2 separate regions of the Pan troglodytes genome follow, and region 2 is linked to region 1. A link is a contact called in public Hi-C data. All regions are on one chromosome and are shown on one strand. The core of a region is the stretch at or near the end of the contact, and the rest is flanking DNA. Distances in the headings are between cores, read along the strand shown.

Region 1 (7,590 bases), core at 1,352-3,851:
AAAAAAAAGAAAAAATCTGGCCCCTAGCCCACCCGTGAGCCCCCCTCTTGGATCCACGTTCTAGTTTCTGTCCTTGGGGTAGCTCGAGTCAGTCTCACCTCAATCATCCTGTGTGCTCCCAGAGCACAGGACCTGCAGCTGCTGCAACTTTGCACACAGGAGCAAGCACTTGGAGCCCAGGAGGCTCAGGGGCCCTGAGGAAGCACCAGGCTCTCAGACTCCTGTAACTAGGTGTGGACACCCTCCTGGGATTACATCTGGAGCATCACTGAAAGTGAAAGAGCCAGACCCCATCCTCCCTGGAGATGTGGAGGTTGGAGGGAGCTGGCCCTGGCTCAAGGGCTCAGCCCACTTGGTACAGAACCCACCCAGAGGTGCAGATCCAAGGGAGCAGGGGAGCAGCTGTGGGCCCTCCACACTGTTGGGGAGACTCATATGCCCACTCAAGTCCAGGGGAATTTGCACTTTTTTTTTTTTTTTTTTTTTTGAGATGGAGTCTTGCTCTGTCACCCAGGCTGGAGTGCAGTCGTGAAATCTCAACTCGCTGCAATCTCCACCTCCCGGGTTCAAGCGAATCTCCTGCCTCGGCCTCCTGAGTAGCTGGGATTACAGGTGCCCGCCACGCCTGGCTCATTTTTATATTTTTTTAGTAGAGACGGGGTTTCACCATGTTGGCCAGGATGGTCTCAATTTCTTAACCTCGTGATCCACCTGCCTTGGCCTCCCAAAGTGCTGGGACTGCAGATGTAAGCCACCACGCCTGGCCATACTCTGCCTTTTCAAAGCCACCCCTACACAGGTGGTGGTGAAGGCTGCACAACAATGTAGATACACGTCATGCCACTGAACTGTGCACTGAAAAACTGTTATATAACAGCACGTTTTGTGTGCACTTTACTATAGTAAAAAATGTTCCATCCTGGCCGGGCGCGGTGCCTTATGCCTATAATCCCAGCACTTTGGGAGGCCGAGGCGGGCAAATCATAAGGTCACGAGATTGAGACCATCCTGGCTAACACAGTAAAACCCCGTCTCTACTAAAAAAACACACAAAAAATTAGCCAGGCGTGATGGCGGGCGCCTGTAGTCCCAGCTACTCGGGAGGCTGAGGCAGGAGAATGGCATGAACCAGGGAGGCGGAGCTTGCAGTGAGCTGAGATCGCGCCACTGCATTCCAGCCTGGGAGACAGAGCGAGACTCTGTCTCAAAAAAAAAAAAAAAAAGAAAAGTTCCATCCTGGCCAACGTGGCTCTGACTCCAGGCTGCCACCCCTCCCCCAAAGGATGCCACCCCAGATAGGGGTCCTCAGCCTGCTCCAGCACCTGCCTGTCCTATGACGGCTGCACACTGGGGTAGGAAACGGCCTCCGCATCCTCCTCTCCTCCCCCCAGGACTACCCTTAACCTACTGAGGGCTTCGGTCAAGGCCCACACGCTCCCCAAGCCCAAGGGGACCCTGTGCAGGAGGCAAAGGTGGCACCAGGCACAGCCCGTCCAGCTAGTTTGGCGTCGACAGCACCCACCAAACAAAGCCATTTACCTTTTAAAAAATCACTGCCAGCTGTGGTGACACACCTGTAATCCTAGTGCTTTGAGAGGCTGAGGTGGGAAGACTGCTTGAGCCCAGGAGTTCCCAAGAATATCCTGAGCAACATAGTGAGACCTGTCTCTACAAAAACATAAAAAATTAGCCAAGTGCGGTAGTGCACGCCTATGTCCCAGCTACTTGGAGGCTGGGGCAGGAGGAACACTTGAGTCCAGGAGTTCAAGGCTGCAGTAAGCCATGACTACACCACTGCACTCCAGCATGGGTGACAAAGCAAGCATCGTCTCAAAAAAAATAAATAAATAATTTTGGCCAGGCGCAGTGGCTTACGCCTGTGATCCCAGCACTTTGGGAGGTCAAGGCGGGTGGATCACGAGGTCAGGAGTCCAAGACCAGCCTGGCCAAGATGGTGAAACCTTGTCTCTACTAAAAATACAAAAATTAGCAAGGCATGGTGGCGGGCCCCTGTATTCCCAGCTAGTCGGGAGGCTGAGGCAGAGGTTGCAGTGAGCCGAGACTGCATCACCGCACTCTAGCCTAGGAGACAGAGCGAGACTCCGTCTCAAAAAAAAAAAAAATTTTTTTTTTAATCGCCAAATGTTCTGGAGAGGCCCCCTTCTCTTCTGTTCTCCTCCAACCTGGGCTGCAGGCCAAGGTGGTCCCTGTGGGTGGAGACAAGGGCCTGTTCCACCTGACACTACAGACTCCTTCACATGGGAGGGATACACTTCCAGACCCATATATCTCCCAGTAGCCATCTTCGGCGAGATTTACTGGTACTGCAGTGGAAAGGAAGGACTCGCTGTACTGGGTGAAAAAAGTGAAAACATGGGTCTCCTATCGCAGACTCTGACAGCAGAACCTGGTGTGGGTTATTTGGGAGGAGGCAGGGAGGAGGGAGAAAGGAAGAGCTGTTGTGGGTGCTATCAGCAAAACTGCACCGGGGGCATGAAGCTCCGTTTGGTCAGCACCACCTGGCAGGTGCACCAAAAGCCCACCCGACTGTCCCTGCACGGTAGAGAGGCAGGAGCGCCTCTCCCGCACGGATGGTGCCCCGCACGGCTGCACCGTCCCTGCACCATAGAGAGGCAGGAGCGCCTCTCCCTGCACGGATGGTGCCCCGGAGGCTACCAGGGACGGCCAAGGACACTGATGCTGCATCCCAGGAGGACCTGTCCTTCAGCTGTAATCAGCAGATACAGGGGACAGGATGTGAGTACTGAAGGCCAGGGGTACAGCACCTTTTCTGTAAACCCCACACCCTGACCCCCCCCCCAAAAAAGCAAAAAACAACAATTTGTCTACACATACAAATTTATGCCCAGATGGAAAAAGATCCAAATGATTCACAGTGGTGATGGCTCTGAGGGTGACGCTGTCTGCTTAAGGCCCAGGGAAACCCAGAGTGCAAACCCACACTCATCACCCAGGCAGCCACAGCTATGAACACAACGTGGGCTTGGGAACAGGGAGCCCAGACCCAACCACTCCCTCCTAGAAGACGAAGAGGAAAGCACATGTGCTGAACAAGTACCCCGAGTCCCACCTGCAGGAAAAGGTGCAGGTAAGGAATACTGACACGGGAGGAATACAGACACGGGAGGAACAGCGACACGGGGGGGAGGAACAGCGACACGGGGGGGAGGAACAGCGACACGGGAGGGAGGAACAGCGACACGGGAGGGAGGAACAGCGACACGGGGGGAACAGCGTCACGGGGGGAACAGCGACACGGGGGGAACAGCGACACGGGGGGAACAACAACACGGGGGGAATACCAACACGGGAGGAACAGCGACATGCAGGGAATACCGACATGGGTGATGCCTGCAAAGCACAGCATCAATCCCAAGTGACTCCTGTACAGGGCGGCCCCTTCCACCCTCCTTTCCTTGGAGACAGTTGGCTGGGCTAGACCTGTGTCACAGGCTGGCAGAGCAGCCCACCTACCCATCTGTCCTCCTGGAGGGGACAGCCTGTGGCAGGAGAGCCCAGAGCAGGGCCACCAGCTACACTGTGATACCGGTGGCAAAAAGACCCAGACCACGGCGCCTGTGTGTGCCCACTGAGCCAGCCAGCTCAAGGGTGGCATCTGTACCCCTGCAGAAATAGAGCGGATGAGGATGGCTATGTGTTAACAATGTGAACCTCAGGAATTCCCTCCAAAAAATCTCCCACGAAGTGAAAAAGGGAAGGAGCTCCCATCATCTACACATTAGCTAGCAGTTATCCTTTTCAGAAGGGCTTCATTTTGGGTTTTTGGGGGGTTTTTTGAGACAGAGTCTTGCTGTCGTCCAGGCTGGATGCAATCTCGGTTCCCTGCAACCTCTGGCTCCCGGGTTCAAGCGATTCTCCTGTCTCAGCCTCTCAAGTAGCTGTGATTACAGGTGTCCGCCACCACGCCCAGCTAATTTTTGTATATTGGTAGAGACACGGTTTCACCATGTTGGCCAGGCTGGTCTCGAACTCCTGACCTCAGGTTATCTGCCTCCCAAAGTGCTGGGATTACAAGCGTGAGCCACCACGTCCCCCTTTACTTTGGTCTTAAAGTACCTGCCTGATGTACAGCAGGTATGTTAGAAAGAACTGAAAGGTGTTGGCCAGGAGCGGTGGCTCACGCCTGTAATCCTAGCACTTTGGGAGGCCGAGGCGGGCAGATCCCGAGGTCAGGAGATCGAGACCATCCTGGCTAACAAGGTGAAACCCCGTTTCTACTAAAAATACAAAAAATTAGCCAGGCGAGGTGGCAGGCACCTGTAGTCCCAGCTACTCTGGAGGCTGAGGCAGGAGAATGGCGTGAACCCGGGAGGCGGAACCTGCAGTGAGCTGAGATCACGCCACTGCACTCCAGCCTGGGCGACAGAGTGAGACTCCGTCTCAAAAAAAAAAAAAAAAAGAAAGAACTGAGAGGTGGGAAACATAATCAGCCCACATGGGACATGAGTCAAACCATCTTTTTTTTTTTTTTTTTTTTTTTTTTTTTTTTTTTTTGAGACAGGGCTTTCTTGTCACCCAGGCTGGAGTGCAGTGGCGGAATCAAGGTTTGCCTCAGTGTCCTAGGCTCAACAGATCCTCCTGCCTCAGCCTTCTTAGTAGTAGCTGGGACTACAGGCATGTGTCACCATGCCCAGCCCCATGGGTCTTTGTTTTCTGCTAGTAACTTCAAAAGGGGACATGCAGTGTAACTCACCTGAGTCCCAAGTTAAGGCTATGGTAGCAGCTGAGCAGACAAGACAGCTTTTCCTAAATAACTGAATGCAGAATGGGGATCCCTCCCTCCTCCCCATGGGAGATGGGCAGCTCAGACACTCAGAAGGTTGTGTGGGAGCGAGCAAACAAACACCCATGCACACCTGGGTCCCGTCAGTCAGGTGCAGGGGACAGGAAGTGCCCTGCCATCTACTGGATGCCAGAAGACAAGACGTGGCCCACGAGTAAGTCACGGTTTCTGTGAGGTGCTGGTGGCACTGGCACAGGGTCACAGTGAAAAGCCTCTACGCAGAGGACAGCAGAAACCCCACCGCAGCCTCAGGAGGCAGCATCAGATTTATTTATTCCTACTCAACATGACCCCGGAACACAGGAGCAACTCTGTACACTTCTAGAAACTCACAGCTAGCTCCAAAACAATAGAAATTTTAAACTACAAAAGATGAGTTGTATTCAGCAAATATAAAGGGTAATTTTAGACTGTGTGAACGTTTATCAGACTATTTACAGCACCCGGGAGACGGGTTCAGATCTCGCCGGCCTCCTTCTCTTCTGACCTCCGTGAAGCCATCTTCCCGTTGGAGCTCTCAAGCCTCCAGTCCGGGGGCCCTCGCTCGCTCCGCCCGCTCTCCCAGGACTCCTCTCTGGATGCCCGCTCTCTGGAGAACCTGGGAAATGGGAACCAGAGGCTCAGTGGAGGCTGCTGCCCCCCTTCTGCTGGCCGCTCAGGCACTGACGATGGACCAGCAGACCAGGCCAGGCAAGGCCCTACATCCCCTATACCTGGAAACCCCCCGGAGGCCAACCAGACTTGCCCACCACATATGGAGTGTTAGATAGCCATTAAAAAGTGACCTTTGCAAAGATTTTTAATAAGGAGAGCCTTCGCTGTAACACAAACAGCGCAAAGGAGAATACAACACTATATGCACAGAACATGACACTACGTAAAAACACAATGGAAAAAAAAATATCAAAAACAAAAACCAAAACAGAGGTAAGCAGGGCCTGGTCAGGACACAAGTCTCAGCCACTCTGAGCATGGACGCAACAGTGCACAGGCCCCAGGACGCAGGCAGGGGACAGTGCATGTGCAGCCCATCACCTGGCGCCGTGCGAGCTCCTCCACAGCCCTCTCGCCTCTTCCCAGACCTGAGTCCCGTTCACGACTCCCCAGCCCTACTCCTGAGGGTGAGCCCAGCCCCATCCCCACCAGACACGGCCCTCAGCAGACCCTGGGAACACAGAGAAGGGCTCACTCCTGGTTGCAGCTACCGAAGGAGTCAGAGTAGTTACTTGTATTTCGCACTCCGGTCCCGGGAAGCCCGACGATGTCCCCGGCTGTGGCTCCGGGAACGGCTGCGGTGGCGCCGATGTCTATCTCGGGACCGGGACCGGGACAATTTCCGTCGCTCTCGGGAGGTAGATCTTGACCGCCTCCGACGCCGATCCCGGGAGCGTGACCTGAAAAATCAGAAGGTTCCAAGGCTGAGACTCTATAGGTGCCAACACTACGAGGGCCCCACCCCTCAGCAGATTCTGCTTGCTGCTTTACTGACATTTTCTCCTTTACTCCCACAAATTTAGGTTTAAAATATTTCCATCAGTTAATCTCCAATGGCTAGGTCCTTCCAATGAGGCCTCCTGAAAACATGTGGCCTGGATACTCCTGTCACCCTGCAGGCCCCGACCTTCCCTCTCATTAACACTGGGAACCCTCCACGGCACCAAGCAACCTCTTGCCCTGTGCCCTTCACAAGCCAGCCCTACCTGCCAGATAACATTTGTAAAGGCATAATCATTAAATATTAAGAAAAATGCTTATGGAAAAAAAATTTGAGAACATTTTAATGGACCTGGAAACCTACCTCCTGCGATCTCTGGTTCTTGATCCCGACCTAAAAGGGGGAAAAAAAGATGAACAAGGCCAGGCATGGTGGCTCACACCTGTAATCCCAGCACTTTGGGGAGGCCTAGGCAGGCAATCACCTGAGGTCACGAGCTGGAGACCAGCCTGGCCAACATGGTGAAACCCCGTCTCTACTGAGAACACAAAACCTGGCCAGGCGTGGTGGCGGGTGCCTGTAATCCCAGCTACTTAGGAGACTGAGGCAGGAAAATCACTTTAACCTAGGAGGCAGAGGATGCAGTGAGCTGAGATTGTGCCACTGCACTCCAGCCTGGGCAACAAGAATAAAACTTTGTCTCAAAAAGAAAAAAAAAAAAAAGTGAATGACTTCCCGAAAGCACCCCTATTCCTCACCCTCTTGGGGGGGGACTCCAAATTTAAGAAGTGAGGCACCTCCCCCAAAGACCTGCTGTTTTCAAGCTGCCTGCATGTTCCCAGTCTGAATGGGAAGTGCCAATGCTCCCATCCCCACAGCCACTCTGTGGCAGTCACTCTGTGGCACACTCAGTGTCACCTGAGCCTCACAGAGGGGCCCACATCCGAGCATCAGACACAGCCCTGTAACATTACAAGGGCCGTGAAAAGTGTGCACACTGACTGTGCTGCACTCAAGTCCTACAAATGATTCTCCAGTCTTTACAACAGACACCAGCACAGAATGTGCAGACAGCGAGTGGGGCACACCAAAAACACAGAAAAGGAAAAGCAAAGCCCGAAGTTCCAGACACAGGCTTCCTGTCAGGTGAGAGTCATCAGCTCATTCTGCCACACAACCAAGAGGCTGAAAAAGGCAAGCTATGAGGCCTCATTCTATGCCCGTAAGCCATTAAGGTCAAGTGGCCCCATGTACATCCGCAACACAAATGGCCTAAACATGACAGTGCATGCAAAAAATGGATTGTGTGTTTTGCTTAATATTTTCTTCT
Region 2 (7,590 bases), core at 1,426-3,925, 43 kb after region 1:
AATTTGTTCCATAATATAAAATCCTACCAAATGAATAGAATCTATCATTTTAAGGGCATCAGGGATTTCTGCCTGTTGAAGAGTGGAGGATTGAGAAAGGAGCAGTGGCTCATGCCTGCAGTACCAGCTGCTCAAGAGGCTGAGGTGGTAGGATCGCTGGAGCCCAGGAGTTCGAGGCTGCAGTGAGCTGTGATCACACCATTGCACTTCAGCCTGGGCAACACAGAGTGAGACTCCATCGCATGCATGCATGCAAACATACATACAAGTGGAGGAACACCTGCCGTAATTCAGCCACTTAGAGAAAAAGAGACTTAAGTTAAAACAAAATTCAACATAGAAAAACCGTCACTGCCTATACAGCACTCATGTCAGAGTGTTCCATGAGGTCTCCCAAAATGCACCTACCGTCCCAGCCAGGATGTCATGGGGGCAGCAGTCCAGAAGGTGACTCTTGCAGACACGGTCATCTGTAAACTTGACCCTCTGTCTGGTTTCGTCTCCTGAAATTCATTTGTGGTTTTAAATAAGACAATATTATCACATTAACCACAAAAAAAAACTAGTATAACAATTCACCTGGATGATTTGCAGACTATCATTTCTGTGTTCTCCCCATCAAATACAATGAAAAGCTGATCTAAAGATATTTACAACTGGAGTGGAATACACATTTTTTTGAGGCTAGTTATATCATGGAGAATCACACTTAATGAGATCTGACTCCATCATTGTACCAAAGAAGTCAAGGAGTCAGACGTAAACAGCTGAGCACCAAAAGGCCATTGGCTCCACATATACATGTGGCAATGAGACTGCAAAACCCAAGCTAATCAGAGGTCCATGAACCACCAAGGGTCACTTATAGAGCTGGTAATTTCCACCAACAAAAGCTACTTATTAATCTAATCTTTTTGTTATGAACAAATGCAGAGGCAGTATTTTGCCCAAAATTGAATGAAGAAGAAAGCTTTCAAACTCTATCGAAGACTGTTAAATAATCTAGATCTATTCTTCCTACGTCCCCTTCGTTCCCACCCTTAAAAAAGAGAGTTGCTACCTGGGAGTCACTTTTAACAAGACAATACCAAAAAAAGCAAAAAAGGAACTAGGTTAGTCAATACACACTGTGAGCTCCAACACATACTGTACCCATCTGCATTCTTCAAGACCTCAGCTGCAGAATTTTATGCCCGCTGTTGAAAAGTGTTAAAGGAAAAGTTTTCTTGCCCACACCTGCAGTAAGGAAGTCGGGGGAATGATACATAAAAGTAAAGGTAAAGTGGTATGTGACAAATTTTAAAGCTAGTCTGTGTATACAACACAGAGCTGTGCAACGCTAGAGGAGGAATATATTTTAGGATTTGCAAGCATCCAGGATTAATGTAGTGTCTTTTTATTGAAAATGTTTTCTTTCTAAACTACACTTTTAAAGTTACTTGTGAAAAAAAGCAAACACTTTTTTGTTATAACAGCTTAGAAATTGGTTGTGACTCACGGCTCGATGAACATGAGGCTTTCTGCAACTCCCTTGCAGATTGATGTAGGCAGGCAAAGATACACTGAACCTTTATAAATAAAATAGAGGGGCCACAATTGTTCAGTTTGTATGAAATAAAAATATGGGAAGCAATTCAAAAGCAACTCAATATACAAAGAAAGCTAAAAAGCACTTATTCACCTATGAAATAAAGTGCAAATAATCTGCACAGCCCTGAGAATGTGCCAGTGTGAACTTACAACTTCATTACTCAGCAGAAAAGAAAACACAAACCACAGCAGGTATATAGTTTTGCAAAGATGCAACCGCTTTCTCCTGTGACAACCATCATGATCTTGAGCTCCTCCCTACACAGTACAACCTACCTAACGACTGTCAAGCGCTGGCTACACAGAGGCTCTCCTGTGTGCTGGGGGGAAGGGGGCAGCTGGAAAAGTACTTGGCAGAAACCCACGTTAGAAAAGCTCAGTTTACGGCTCCCCTTGCAATGGTACAGAACCAGAGCGGGCCAGGTTTTCGAGGCCCATCCGGCTCCCTCGGGTGTAGCTTCTTCCCAAGGAGCCTCGGAAGAGTTCTGCCACCCGGCTGCCAGCGACCTGGAGCCCACGCTGATTCCAGCCCTCCGCCGACTCCACAGTTCGCGGAGGGGCACGGAGCCGCGGCGCCCGCCGGGGAGGAAGTAGCAGGACGGTACATAGGAAGGAGGCTGAAGCCCCATCCATGGCGCAGACTCCGAGAGAGGAGCCCGACCTGGACCCACGGCCGCCTCAGAGACGAACCGGCTTAGACAAAGGCCCGGCGCCTGCGGTCGGCGCGCGGGGGAGGAGGAGCGATGCCCCGCGCAGGCGCAGGCGCAGACGATGGCGGCCCCCGCCTCAGGCCGCCCGGCGGCCTCGCCTCACTCCCACCCCAGACCCTCGCCTGGTTGGCCGCTCTGACTCACCGTCCCGAGCCGTGCCCATGAGCTGGTCCAGCAGGGCCCGCATCTGCGCCTGGGCGGACATGGTAGCCGGCGGAGGCGACGGGGTCGGCCGCGACGACTTCTCTCAGGCAGGCGGTGGCAGCGGCGTCGACAAACGATGGTCGCGTCGGCCTCGAGCCCACTCGGCTCTTTCCCGCCGCGGGGGACGCCGGGAGGAAGTACGACGGCGCCGGCGCACGCCCTGCTGGGAAATGTAGTTTCTGGGGTGGGTGCTTAGGGAGGCTGAGGCTCTGAGTGGTCGCCAAGTTGTCCAACGGCGGAACCAAAATCCCAACCCTGATTTTCCTCTAGACCCCCAGGACCTCAAACGAGTCTCTACGGAGGGTAAACTACAATAAAATGAAATACAGTCAATCAAAAACAAGATGAATCCGTGCTTTTTCTAAGCTAGCCATGAAACCGTGAGCATATTATTTAGCTCCCCGACGCTCGTTTTTTTAAATCTGTGAAATGAGGGTTCTAAAGGTGCCCCTCATATGATTTTTGTGAAAGTTAAATAAAGCATGGAATTTTATTTATTTATTTATTTATTTAGAGCGAGGGTCTTGCTCCGTCGCCCAGGCTGGAATGCAGTGGCGCGATTACCGCTCACTGCAGCCTCGACCTCCCCGGCTCCTTATCCTCCCGCCTCAGCCCGACAAAGTATTGGGATTACTGGTGTGAACCACCACGTTTGGCCATCAGTCATGGCATTAATATTAGGTTCTATGATTACAACCTCGTGGTCGTCCTTCTGTGAGCTCATGGTCTACTGTCCCAGGGACTAAAAAAAAGGCATATGTAAGCAATTATTTTATGTGATAATAGAATTATAGCATGCACTTATGTGTGCATAGTCTGGCATATACTTCTATTATATTAAACCTCTATTATTTATTTATTTATTTTTGAGACAGAGTTTCGCCCAGGCTAGAGTGCAATGGCGCGATCTTGGCTCTCCGCAACCTCCGCCTCCTGGGTTCAAGCGATTCTCCTGCCTCAACCTCCCAAAGTGCTGGGATTACAGGCATGAGCCACCACGCCTGGTCTTTATTTTTTATTTGTTTATTTATTTATTTATTTTTGAGACGGAGTCTTGCTCTGTCACCCAGGCTGGAATGCTGTGGCGCGATCTCGGCTCACTGTAAGCTCAGCCTCCCGGGTTGAAGCGATTCTCCTGCCTCAGTCTCCCCAGTAGCTGGAATTTCAGGCGCCCGCCACCCCCTCCGGCTAATTTTTGAATGTTAAGTAGAGACGGGGTTTCACCATGCTGGCCAGGCTGGTCTCAAAGTCTTGACCTCAAGTAGCCAGCCACCATGCCCAGCTGATTTTTGTATTTTCGGTAGACACGGTGTTGTACCGTATTGGCCAGGCTGGTCTTGAACTTCTGACCTTGTGATCTGCCTGCCTCGGCCTCCCAAAGTGCTGAGATTACAGGCGTGAGCCACCGCGCCCTGCTGTATTTTATTTATTTTTGAGACGGAGTCTCCTTCTGTCGCCCAGCCTGGAGTGCAGTGGCGCGATCTCGGCTTCCTGCATCCTCTGACTCCTGGGTTCACGCGATTCTCCTGCCTCAGTCTCCCCAGTAGCTGGGATTACAGGCACCCACCATCATTCCCGACTAACTTTTTTTTTGTACTTTTGCAGAGACGGGGTTTCGCCATGTTGGCCAGGCTGGTCTTAAACTCCTAACCTCAGGTGATCCGCCCATCTCAGCCTCCCAAAGTCCTGGGATTACAGCTGTGAGCCAGAACGCCAGGCCCCTGCTCTCTATTTAAAATAAATAAATAGGGTGTCCGTTGGGCTGCTCGGGTCGGATTCCGCGGTGACAGCCCTTCCCCATGGCCGACCCTGAGAAGTTGCAGGTTTCTTCGCCGCCCCCGCCGCCTCGTTCTTCTCCCTCCTCTTCAGACGCCTCTGCAGCATCTTCCCCTGGCAGCCCAGTGAGTTTGGGCTGGCCAGTTCCGAGCAGGAGCAGCGGCCGAACGGTGGACCCGCTGGAGGAAGTGGAGCTGCAGATCGGAGACGCAGCCTTTTCATTAACCAAACTTCTTGAAGCCACATCTGCAGTATCAGCTCAAGTGGAAGAACTTGCCTTCAAATGTACAGAAAAGGCACGTTTCCTTAAAACGTGGCAGGCCTCTTGAAAGAAGGCTATGATTCTTTGAAACCTGATGACTAATTTGGCATACTTCGCTGTTTAATAATGACTGCAATAATTCATACTTCTTCTTATGTCATATTTGTACGTGTACCACACGTATAGGATGACCTCTGTCCAGCAGTTCTGTATATACTCAGAATGAATTTTTTATTGGTTTTCTTGGCTTTTCTGAAAGCAGAATACTGATGCTATTTTTGTTGCAGCCCAGTACTTGTTTGTCCTTACATACTTTATGCCTCTGAACTTTCGTAGAATCCTTTATGAAAGTTAACTTCATCAATAGATGGTTAATATTAATAGAGCCACAGGGCTACCAGTAGCAAACTAGGTGGACCATTATTTGTTTTGAAACAAGATGCTAAGCATGGCAGAGTTTGAAGTTGCATTTCATCTTAAGGTCCAAGGGAGGTAACTTTAAGGTTGCCAGTGGTGGATCCAGCTCCATTAGGCTACGTTGTCTACAGCTAATGATTGTGCTTCATTCTGTATCCCCAGCACCTAAAACAGGGTCACACAACACTCACTGTTGGTTGAATACAAGAATTAACAAACATAAAAATAAATAAATAAATATAGGCCGGGTGTGGTGGCATGTGCCTCTAGTGCCAGCCACTCAGGAAGCTGAGGTTGGAGGATGGATTGAGCCTGGGTGGTTGAGGTTGCAATAAGCTGTGATCACACCACCACATGGCAGCCTGGGCAAAAGAACGAGACCCTGTCTTGGCCAGGCACGGTGGCTCACACCTGTGATCCCAGCACTTTGGGAGGCCAAAAAAAAAAAAAAAAGAATGAGACCCTGTCTCAAAAATGAAATTAAAACTTAAAAAACATGCCAGGCTGGGGGCAGTGGCTCATGCCTGTAATCCCAGCACTTTGGGAGGCCGAGGCAGGCGGATCACCTGAGGTCAGGAGTTTGAGGCCAGACTGACCAACATGGAGAAACCCCATCTCTACTAAAAATACAAAATTAGCCAGGCGTGGTGACGCATGCCTGTAATCCCAGCTACTCGTGAGGCTGAGGGAGGAGAATTGCTTGAACCTGGGAGGCAGAGGTTGCGGTGAGCCGAGACTGCATCATTGCACTCCAGCCTGGGCAACAAAAGCAAAACTCCCTCTCCCCCCCGCTAAAAAAAGGCCGATCACAGTGGCTCACGCCTGTAATGCCAACACTTTGGGAGGCCGAGGTGGGTGGATCACAAGGTCAGGAGTTCAAGACCAGCCTGGCCAACATGGTGAAATCCTGTCTCTACTAAAAATACAAAAAAACTAGCCTGGTGTGGTGGCACACGCCTGTAGTTCCAGCTACTCAGGAGGCTGAGGCAGGAGAATCACTTGAACCCAGGAAGCGGAGGTTGCAGTGAGCCAAGATTGTGCCGCTGCACTCCACACTCCAGCCTGGGCAATAGAGGGAGACTCCGTCTCAAAAAAAAAAAAAAAAAAAAAAAAAAAAAAAACAGGCCAGGAGTGGTCTATTTTGACACTCCACCTCAAAAAAATTAAATTAATTAATTAAAAAATAAAATTTAAATTTTAAAAAATCATTTCACAAATGATAATTTAATATGATTGCTGCCCTGGAAGGGGGTAAAAAGACTTACTCTAAGAATACAACAAAGACTGTTCATGGGCTAGAAGCATCAAAAGTCCAGACACGGTTAGACAAGTTTTGTTTTCATTTATTTTGAGACAGAGTCTCACTCTGTCGCCCAGGCTGGAGTGCAGTGGCGCGATCTCAGCTCACTGCAAGCTCCGCCTCCGAGGTTCACACCATTCTCCTGCCTCAGCCTCCCAAGTAGCTGGGACTATAGGCGCCCGCCACCACGCCTGGCTAATTTTCTTGTATTTTTAATAGAGACGGGGTTTCATAGTGTTAGCCAGGATGGTCTAGATTTCCTGACCTTGAGATCCACCCGCCTCGGCCTCCCAAAGTGCTGGGATTATAGGCATGAGCCACTGTGCCCGGCTGACAAGTTTTAAATAATGTTTTAAGGCATGACTTTGCTTCCAATTGGCCATTTGAACAAAGCAATTAAATAATCTGAATTACGCGCCTACCAAACTGCCACAGTTATTAGAAATCAGACAACTGCCAGGCACAGTGGCCCATGCTTGAAATCCCAGCACTTTGGGAGGCCAAAGCAGGAGATCACTTGAGTCCAGGAGTTCACGACCAGCCTGGGTAATATGGCAAAACCCCATGTCTACAAGAAAGGAAAAAAATTAGCTGGGCATGGTGGCTTACAGCTGTAGTCCTAGCTACTCCGGAGGCTGAGGTGAGAAGATCACTTGTGCCTGGGAAGCAGAGGTTGCAGTAAGCTGTGATCCCACCACTGCACTTAAGCCTGAGGGACAGAGGGAGACCCCATCCTTTTTTTTTTTTTGAGACGGAGTTTCACTCTAGTTGCCCAGGCTGGAGTGCAATGGCAAGATCTCAGTTCACCGCAAACTCTTGCCTCCCAGGTTGAAGCAACTCTCCTGCCTCAGCCTCCCGAGTAGCTATGATTACAAGCACGCGCCACCAAGTCCAGCTAATTTTGGATTTTTAGTAGAGACTGGGTTTATACATGTTGGTCAGGCTGGTCTTGAACTCCCGACCTCAGGTGATCCACCTGCCTCAGCCTCCCAAAGTGCTGGGATTACAGGCATGAGCCCCTAGCCTTTTTTTTTTTTTTTTTTTTTTTTTTGAGACACGGTCTGGGTCTGTTGCCCAGGCTGGAGTGCAGTGGCGCAGTCTCGGCTCACTGCAACCTCCGCCTCCTGGGTTCACGCCATTCTCCTGCCTCAGCATCCTGAGTAGCTGGGACTACAGGCTCCCGCCACCACGCCTGGCTAATTTTTTGTATTTTTAGTAGAGACGGGGTTTCACAGTGTTAGCCAGGATGGTCTCGATCTCCTGACCTTGTAATCCGCCCGCCTCGGCCTCCCAAAGTGCTGGGATTACAGGCTTGAGCCACCGCGCCCGGC

What was found. A called contact is a pair of places that touch in the nucleus more often than the background predicts.
Region 2: a contact with region 1 is called in a Hi-C map of induced pluripotent stem cells, with 2.7 times the contacts expected there. The contact joins the promoter of LUC7L here to the enhancer-like site in region 1. A contact is called at or near these places in 2 of 7 Hi-C or Micro-C datasets (both in induced pluripotent stem cells).

The regions. Positions count from the first base shown.
Region 1 is chr18:2,518,915-2,526,504 of NHGRI_mPanTro3-v2.0_pri, forward strand. It overlaps LUC7L (LUC7 like), which reads right to left. Exons shown (of 10, transcript XM_523246.8): 8 at 6,624-6,653; 9 at 6,052-6,219; 10 at 5,074-5,423. The coding sequence ends at 5,282. Among named protein-coding and RNA genes, the nearest start is that of HBQ1, 6.6 kb to the left of the region's middle. Within about 2 kb of position 2,602, at least 4 of the 24 cell types and tissues checked have an H3K27ac peak or open chromatin away from gene starts, as enhancers often do. A contact at or near this core is called in induced pluripotent stem cells, where this site is marked.
Region 2 is chr18:2,561,690-2,569,279 of NHGRI_mPanTro3-v2.0_pri, forward strand. It overlaps LUC7L (LUC7 like), which reads right to left and starts at 2,676. Exons shown (of 10, transcript XM_523246.8): 1 at 2,445-2,676; 2 at 409-503. The coding sequence starts at 2,505. It overlaps LOC100608743 (renal cancer differentiation gene 1 protein-like), which reads left to right and starts at 4,298. Exons shown (of 1, transcript XM_054668108.1): 1 at 4,298-4,902. The coding sequence starts at 4,304. The coding sequence ends at 4,609.